2 separate regions of the Rattus norvegicus genome follow, and region 2 is linked to region 1. Evidence: chromatin contacts called from public Hi-C data. All regions are on one chromosome and are shown on one strand. Each heading gives the region's core, a stretch centred on a gene start, on an enhancer-like site or on the middle of the called end of the contact. The rest is flanking DNA. Distances are from core to core; before and after follow the strand shown.

The links. A called contact is a pair of places that touch in the nucleus more often than the background predicts.
Region 2: a contact with region 1 is called in a Hi-C map of the A7r5 cell line, with 3 times the contacts expected there. The contact joins two enhancer-like sites. A contact is called at or near these places in 6 of 12 Hi-C or Micro-C datasets (the A7r5 cell line, the Rat2 cell line, Schwann cells and 3 more).

The regions. Positions count from the first base shown.
Region 1 is chr20:12,954,796-12,958,380 of GRCr8, forward strand. The region is part of intron 26 of Cabin1 (calcineurin binding protein 1); the gene reads left to right. Among named protein-coding and RNA genes, the nearest start is that of Susd2, 60 kb to the right of the region's middle. Within about 2 kb of position 2,271, at least 60 of the 93 cell types and tissues checked have an H3K27ac peak or open chromatin away from gene starts, as enhancers often do. A contact at or near this core is called in the A7r5 cell line and Schwann cells, where this site is marked.
Region 2 is chr20:13,031,160-13,034,747 of GRCr8, forward strand. No RefSeq gene overlaps it. Among named protein-coding and RNA genes, the nearest start is that of Susd2, 16 kb to the left of the region's middle. Within about 2 kb of position 1,657, at least 30 of the 93 cell types and tissues checked have an H3K27ac peak or open chromatin away from gene starts, as enhancers often do. A contact at or near this core is called in the A7r5 cell line and Schwann cells, where this site is marked.

The DNA.
Region 1 (3,585 bases), core at 1,021-3,520:
CTCATTTTTGCTCGTTACTCTAAGAGCCTCAGGCTGGCCTTATGCTGTGGGAGAGTAGCCAGGCTCCGTTGTTTGTCTGATTTCACCTGATGGCCCCTGAGCCATCTCCTTATTAGCTGGGATACTCTTAACACATGCTGTAATGCTCCTGGCAGACTTTCCCTCTTACCTTTGTCTGTTTGCCTCCCCAAGGTCCTCAGCCAGCTGTACCTGGCAGATGTGGCTCCCTGGGAGAGGAGATGGGAGGGCTCTGCGTGTGTGCACGCTACAGCAGCCTACTTTTTTATGTTAAAATCCGATCCTGACAGGTGGTTTAGGCTGGCCCCTGCCTCAGCCTCCTGAGTGCTGGCTGGGGTTATGGGTGTGTACCACTGTGCTAGGCTTCCAGACACCTACTAAGAGCTTTTCATTCATCTTTACCCCTTTACTGAGAAAGAAGTGAAACTTGGCTTCCTTCTGACCAGTTGGGTTCTTTCTTTTTCTTTTTTTTTTTTTTTCTTTTTTTTCGGAGCTGGGGACCGAACCCAGGGCCTTGCGGTTGCTATGCAAGCGCTCTACCACTGAGCCAAATCCCCAACCACCAGTTGGGTTCTTGATTTGGAACCATATGTGTCTTCTCGAAGTTTATAATCAGGGTTATCTTAAATCACTCACCATTGTTTCATACTCACCAGACCTGAAGGGACAGAGAAAAATGGAATCCTGAACTTTGCTGCATCCTATTAACATATCTTATTTGAAGAAATTCACCTCTGCTAGGTGTGGTCCCAGAAATCAAGAGCCTGAAGTAGGAAGACCCCAAGTTTCAGGGCTGTGAAGTAACGTTCTCTTTCCTCAAGGAAGAGAAAGAGAGGAGGGAGGGGCAGCAAGACGGATGGCTCATCAGGAAAAGACACATACACCACACCCGAGGGACCTTCGTGACAGAACTAGTTATCTCTCGGACTTCCATGTACACACTGTGGTGTGTGTGTGTGTGTGTGTGTGTGTGTGTGTGTGTGTGTGTGTGCATGCATGCATGCATGAGTTCATATATACACAATGAAAAGAAAGACATGGGGGCTGGGGATTTAGCTCAGTGGTAGAGCGCTTACCTAGGAAGCGCAAGGCCCTGGGTTCGGTCCCCAGCTCCGAAAAAAAAAAAAAAAAAAAAAAAAAAAAAAGAAAAGAAAGACATGTAGCTTAAAGTGTCTAGTCTTGGGCTGGAGAAGATGCCTTTCTTCCAGAGGACTTAGTTCAGTGCTCAGCACCCATGTCCCGTGACTCACAAGCTCCTGTAACTCCAGCCTCAGGATTCAACCCCTCTGGCCTCTGAGGGCACCTATACCCAGGTGCACAGGCACAGCTACACATAATTAAAAACAGCAACACTCTTCCATTCTGTTAGTCTTGAAAGAAGCAGGACGGGAGAAGATGCTTACCCTCTCTCTAGCCAAGCACGACTCAAGCTCATGATCCTCCTGCCTCTCCTAGTGGGTGTGGGAGTTAGAGGTGTACACCTGGCTTATGTGCTGCTGAGAATTGAGCCTAGGGCTTTATGCATGCCAGCAAAGTCCTGCTGACTGACCTACAACCCGGCCCTTGTCGTCTTCTGTTTCTAATGCCTGTGAGACCCTCCAATCACAGAGTAGGCAGCAGCCTTGCCAGAGCGCCCTGCTGCCCCCAGCTGCCCCAGCCTCCCAGTCTTTGTTGTGTACAACCTCTAACCTCCTCCTAGCACTGTGACCTTTAGGTGTCGCCACAGGACTGTGGTCCTCCCTGAGGAGAGAACTGGAGCTACCACAGCATCCTCAGGACCAGTGGCAGCCTCTGCTCTGCCAGCTTCATAGAGCTTCTCATGCAAGTGAGAGGTTGGGGAGGAGCCCTCGAGTGCATCCACAGGCCTGTCCAGCCTCGGTCCCTCCCCTATGGCTGCTGTTGGCTGTCTTGTTATTGTAAGAGGCTGAAGAGAATGTTCTCTCTGCTGGGTGTTGCTTTTCAGTGGAGCACAACCCTCCATTCTATCATCTCTTCTTGCCCACAGCATTCCCGTTATAGTCTGGCTATCTTCCCTGTGTTGCTGGTGGAACCAAGGTCCCCTCATGTTGAAGCATTGCGAGGGTATTAACTCATTAGGAGTAAATACCCATTTGTTCAAGTCAATCCTCTGTTTTTATAATGATCACAGCTGGGATTCCACCAAACTGGTAATTCTTTTAGGCCCAGAGCCTAGCAGCTTGAGAGCCAGTGAGCGAGTGGGGCAGCCTGCCAGTGGGTGAGGTCATCCTGGTAAGGCTGGCTTCCTGAAGCTCAGTGTTGGAAATGCTCCCCGGGTTGCAGTCACCTCAGCATGTTTCCTGTTGCCTGAGATGAGCTGGCCCTGGCCTGGATCTCGTGGGGATGGTAACAGCAAGGGCATGGCCTGCATCTTCTAGGGGCTTTCAGGCCTCCCTGGTGTTGCCCAAGCTAATCACGTTCCTGTCTGGGCCGGAGTGAATGCTGTAGGATGGGATAGGCCATTAGCTATGTGCAGTCATTAGCTTGTGATATGTGATAGAGCCTGTGGAGATCCCAGGCTCAGGAATAAGGACACTAAAACGTGTTAAAAACGTGAAATGGGAGCCTAAAGCAGTAGACCTATCAGCCATGTTTGTCTAGCATGGCAGTGGCAGCCGTGAGATTGGAATGTGGGCCTGAGACCTGTAAGTTCAAAGTTCTTCAACAAGGGCTAACAGGATAAAGCCCTTTACCGGAGTGCCGTCTGGAGCCCTGTCAAGACGGAAAGAGATAGCCGAGCACAGAGCTGTCCTCTGGCTTCCTGTATATGCGTGGAACTCCTTTCTTTATAATTACTAGAAGTGCCGTGGTCACCATCTGTCAGTATTCTCTTTCTACAGAGACAGCAATGGGCTTGCAGAGGGAGCAGTGATTCCGTTATGGTGGAGACTCAGGTTTGGAGTTTCTTCTGAGTATAGGCCTGGCCTTCACCCCTCATTCAGGACTTGGGAAGTCTTACAGCCTGACCCTGAGAGTAAGGGAAGAGCCCTTTGTCAAGTAAGACAGTTCCAGCTTGGATCTGATCTGTGACCCAAATCCTCTGATCTTATTACATCTGGCTAGCCACGCTTAGGACTTACTGGGCTGTGGGCTTGACAGCCGTCTGCCCTGTGCTGCATGTTGACACCTCTGTCTCGTCAGAGCAGCAGAACAGCTGCTGGAAGTCAGAGCTGATTCTCAATGTCCTATGCATGCCTCTCGGCTCGGGGTGGGTGTTCGTGCACTGGTTAAGAATGGACATCTGTACCCACTGCGGTGTAACTCAGCAAACTCCATTCAGAATCAAATTTCTGATGGCTAATGTGAGGCATGATTGGTAAATCACACCTAGTCTTCTGTATGGGTTCTGTATGGATAATTGGGTTGACATTTTTATGTGCACCAGGTACTGCACCGACACCGTGTGTTTAATGGCCTATGCAGTCATAATGACAGTTTGGGGAAGGAAACACTGTTCCTTAGTTTTACACACAGGGGAACCAAAGTGCAAATAAATGTGGCGCAGTCTTTAGACTTTCCAGGCTTGGGAGCGGAGGAGCAGGACTCCAG
Region 2 (3,588 bases), core at 407-2,906, 76 kb after region 1:
GAACCAAAAAAAAAAAAAAAAAAAAAAAAGTAAGATTTGAAGAATCAAAGATTGCAATTATATAATTAGTTAATTAGATTCCATCTAATCCTTTGTGCTGTTTTTTTGTTTGTTTGTTTGTTTGCTTCTGCACCCGGCCTTGAGAAAGCACGGGCTTCCCCTAGCATTTTAACTATGCTCGCCACTACAGCCCAAAGCATCACGACCTGAAACCTTCCAAGTACATCTTTTAGAAGGGCTCCCATGTAGCTACTGCTGGCCCTCAACTATGTAGCTGAAGATGACCTTGAAATGAGCCAGTTGGTGCTACTCCCAAGGCTGGGGAAACAGGCTTGCACACCGCTTCCTCCCTCCCTCCCTCCCTCCCTCCCTCCCTCCCTCCTTCCCTCCCTCCCTCTCTCCTCCCTTCTTCCCCCCCCCCTCCTCCCTTCCTCTTTCTGTTTCCTCTTCCAGGGACTTTGCTCTGAATCCCAGGCTGGCATTTAATTCCTGACTTTTCTCCCAGCTCATGCCGTTAAGGCAGTCTGATTTACGAAATTTTTCTTCTCATAAACTTGGCATTTCCGCAGCCCCTTTCTGAAACATTTCACTATTTGAAAGTCACGGGATGGCTTAAAATTTCGTAATTAGATTTGCGAGCCATCTGGAATAGATTGTTCAGGTGGGGGTGGGGGGGATCCAACGGCAACGGTGCCTGTCCAAATGACTCCAAATGACTCCATAGCACTATTGAAGGACCTCCTTCTCCCCTGCACGGTGGGTCCCCTCTGTCAGAGGTCTGGCGTCCATCCCTGTTTGCTTTGTTGGTCAGTCTGTTTCTTTCGTACCAACACTACACTGGCTTGATGGATGTGCAGTCCTCACGCATGGTATTCAGATAACACTGTCCCGTCCCTTTTGGTTTTCCTTGCTTTTTCCCAGTACTGGGACATGGGATTCAGGAACTCTCGTTCTACCACTAAACATACCCCAGCTCCATATTTCTCCCTTTTGATCTATAGGCCTCCGTGTGTGTGTGTGTGTGTGTGTGTGTGTGTGTGTGTGTGTGTGTGTGTGCGCGCGCGCGCGCAAGGCAGGCAGGCAGACAGACAGACAGACAGAGCAGGGCTTCCCTTACCCTACTACTGAAAGGAAGAGATAAAAATGACTTTTATCTTTGTCCTGATATCAAAAGGGACAACTTTTTTTGGTCTTGTCTCCAAGTATGGTGCCTACTATAGATTTTTTTATAAAGATTTATTTATGTAATGTATATGAGTATGCTGTTTTCATGCACACCAGAAGGAGGAATGGGATCTAATTACAGATGGCTGTGAGCCCCCGTATGGGATTCGAACTCAGGACCTCTGGAAGATCAGCCAGTGCTCTTCACTGAGCCACCTTTCCAGCCCCACTACAGATCTTTTTTTTTTTTTTTTTTACAAGCACTGATGCATTAACTTTTATTACAAGATGTTTACTAGACATTGATGTGTCAACTTCTCTGTACTGCGGGTTTTTTAAAAGCCACATTCTATGAAACTGACGGAGTTTCCTCTTTCCAGATTTTTATCGTGAGTGAATGCTGCCAAGTTTTATCAAGAGCTTTTCCACACTGAGGCCGCGGGTCTGTTTTTGTGCTGACTCACAACTGCTTGTAAAAACTTTCTGTGCTCTTGGCGATGGGGGCTTGTGGGTGTCTCTGCTCTGAGTCCTTGGGTTTAGCTGAGACCCACTCCTCGGCTGCCTTAGACCCGCTCCTCAGCTGCCTTAGACCCACTCCTCAGCTGCCTTCTAAGAGTTTTGTCAGGTTTTCTTCTCAAAGTTTGTGCTAGCCTGACCATAGGGGTGGAGGAAACGTTTCCTCTAGTTTCCACAAGAGCCTGTGAGAGGCGGCTGCTGCAGAATCCCCACTCTTTGTTTACAAGAGGTCACCTAGGAAGCCTTTTCCCCCTGAATTGTTTACTTTATCCTTCCCGGATCTCAGCATCGGTTTGGTGGGTGGTGTTATTAATGGGTTCGGTTGAGTAACTTTGAGAGTTTTTTCAACAGGCCATTTGAAGGACTCTTACTGTGGACAAGTGAGTCACATCCCTGGGAATATTTTTAACACGCTAGCGAGTTAAGTCCCTGTGAGGATTTCTAGTGGACCTTACCCTTTAGTTATAAATATTTAAATATTAAAGAAATCGCTCCCACATCATGTTATGTATTGAATTTTTTTTTTTTTTTTTAGTTTTCCACTGGTCATGTAAGATTTTTTTCCCATAGTATCTTTTAAAATTAAACAATTTTTTTTAACTTTTATTTTTTTCAGACACAGTCTCTGGGTGTAGCCCTGGATGCTCTGGAACTCCCTCCATAAACCAGACTGGCTTTGAACTCAAAGACATCCCCCTGCCTCTTCCTCATGAGTGCTTAAAGGGATCAAAGGTGTGTGCCACCTACATTAAAAATTTTAACTTTGAGTTTATCAGTTTTCTTACTAAATGCACAGTTATACTTAAGATTTTTTTTTTAAAGTTTACAAGGCTGGAAGGATGGCTCAGCGGTTAAGAGCACTGACTGCTCTTCAGAGGTCCTGAGTTCAAATCCCAGCAACCACATGGTGGCTCACAACCATCTGTAATGGGATCTGATGCCCTCTTCTGGTGTGCATGAAGATAGCAACAATGTAATCGCATATATAAAGAAGTTTTAAGGGGCTGGGGATTTAGCTCAGTGGTAGAGCGCTTACCTAGGAAGCGCAAGGCCCTGGGTTTGGTCCCCAGCTCCGAAAAAAAGAGCCAAAAAAAAAAAAAAAAGAAGTTTTAAAAAATGTTAGTTGTTTTTTTGAGACAAGATCCTACTATGTAGCACTGACTGGCCTCCAACACAGAGAGCTCTCTGCCTGCCCCAGGGCTGAGTGCTGGGATTAGAGGTGTGTAACGATGGTTGGCAATAATTTCATTTTTCCATTTATTTTATTCTTTGTGTGTGTGTGTGTGTTTACTTCTTAAACTAGGGCATCCTTTGTGGTAGCATATATCAATTATATAAAATAAAGGGTTTAGTTGGGATGTTTAGTTTTTGAAAATTTTTTTTTGTTACATTTACTTATTCCGGGATGGAGGCACTTGTGTGGAATGATGTGTAGATGGAGGGGTGGGGGTGGTCAGAGGACAACTTGTGGGAACCAGCTCTCTCCTTCTGTCCTATGAATCCTGGGGACTGAAATTGGTTTGTCAGGCTTGGTTGCTGTCTGAGCTGTCTCACTGGTCCTAATTCTAAAATAATAATTAAATAATAACAAAATAATCAAATAATTAAAAAATATAAATATTAATAAGGTAGTTGTTTATAAAAATTAGCAAATTATTGACAATACACAATTAAATAATAAGACAGTAAAATAATAAAAATATTAGTAATGTAATTGTTTCTAATAATAAATTATTGATAATAGATAATAATTACAAATAATTTAAATTTATTTTTGTCTCTGTACTGGAAATAGAACCCAAGTCTTACTGCACTGGGCAAGAACTGCACCCCTGGCCTTCGTATTTTATTTCTTTTTTATTTCTTGGCTTTTTGAGAAAGGTCTTACTCTAAAGCCTAGCTAACCTG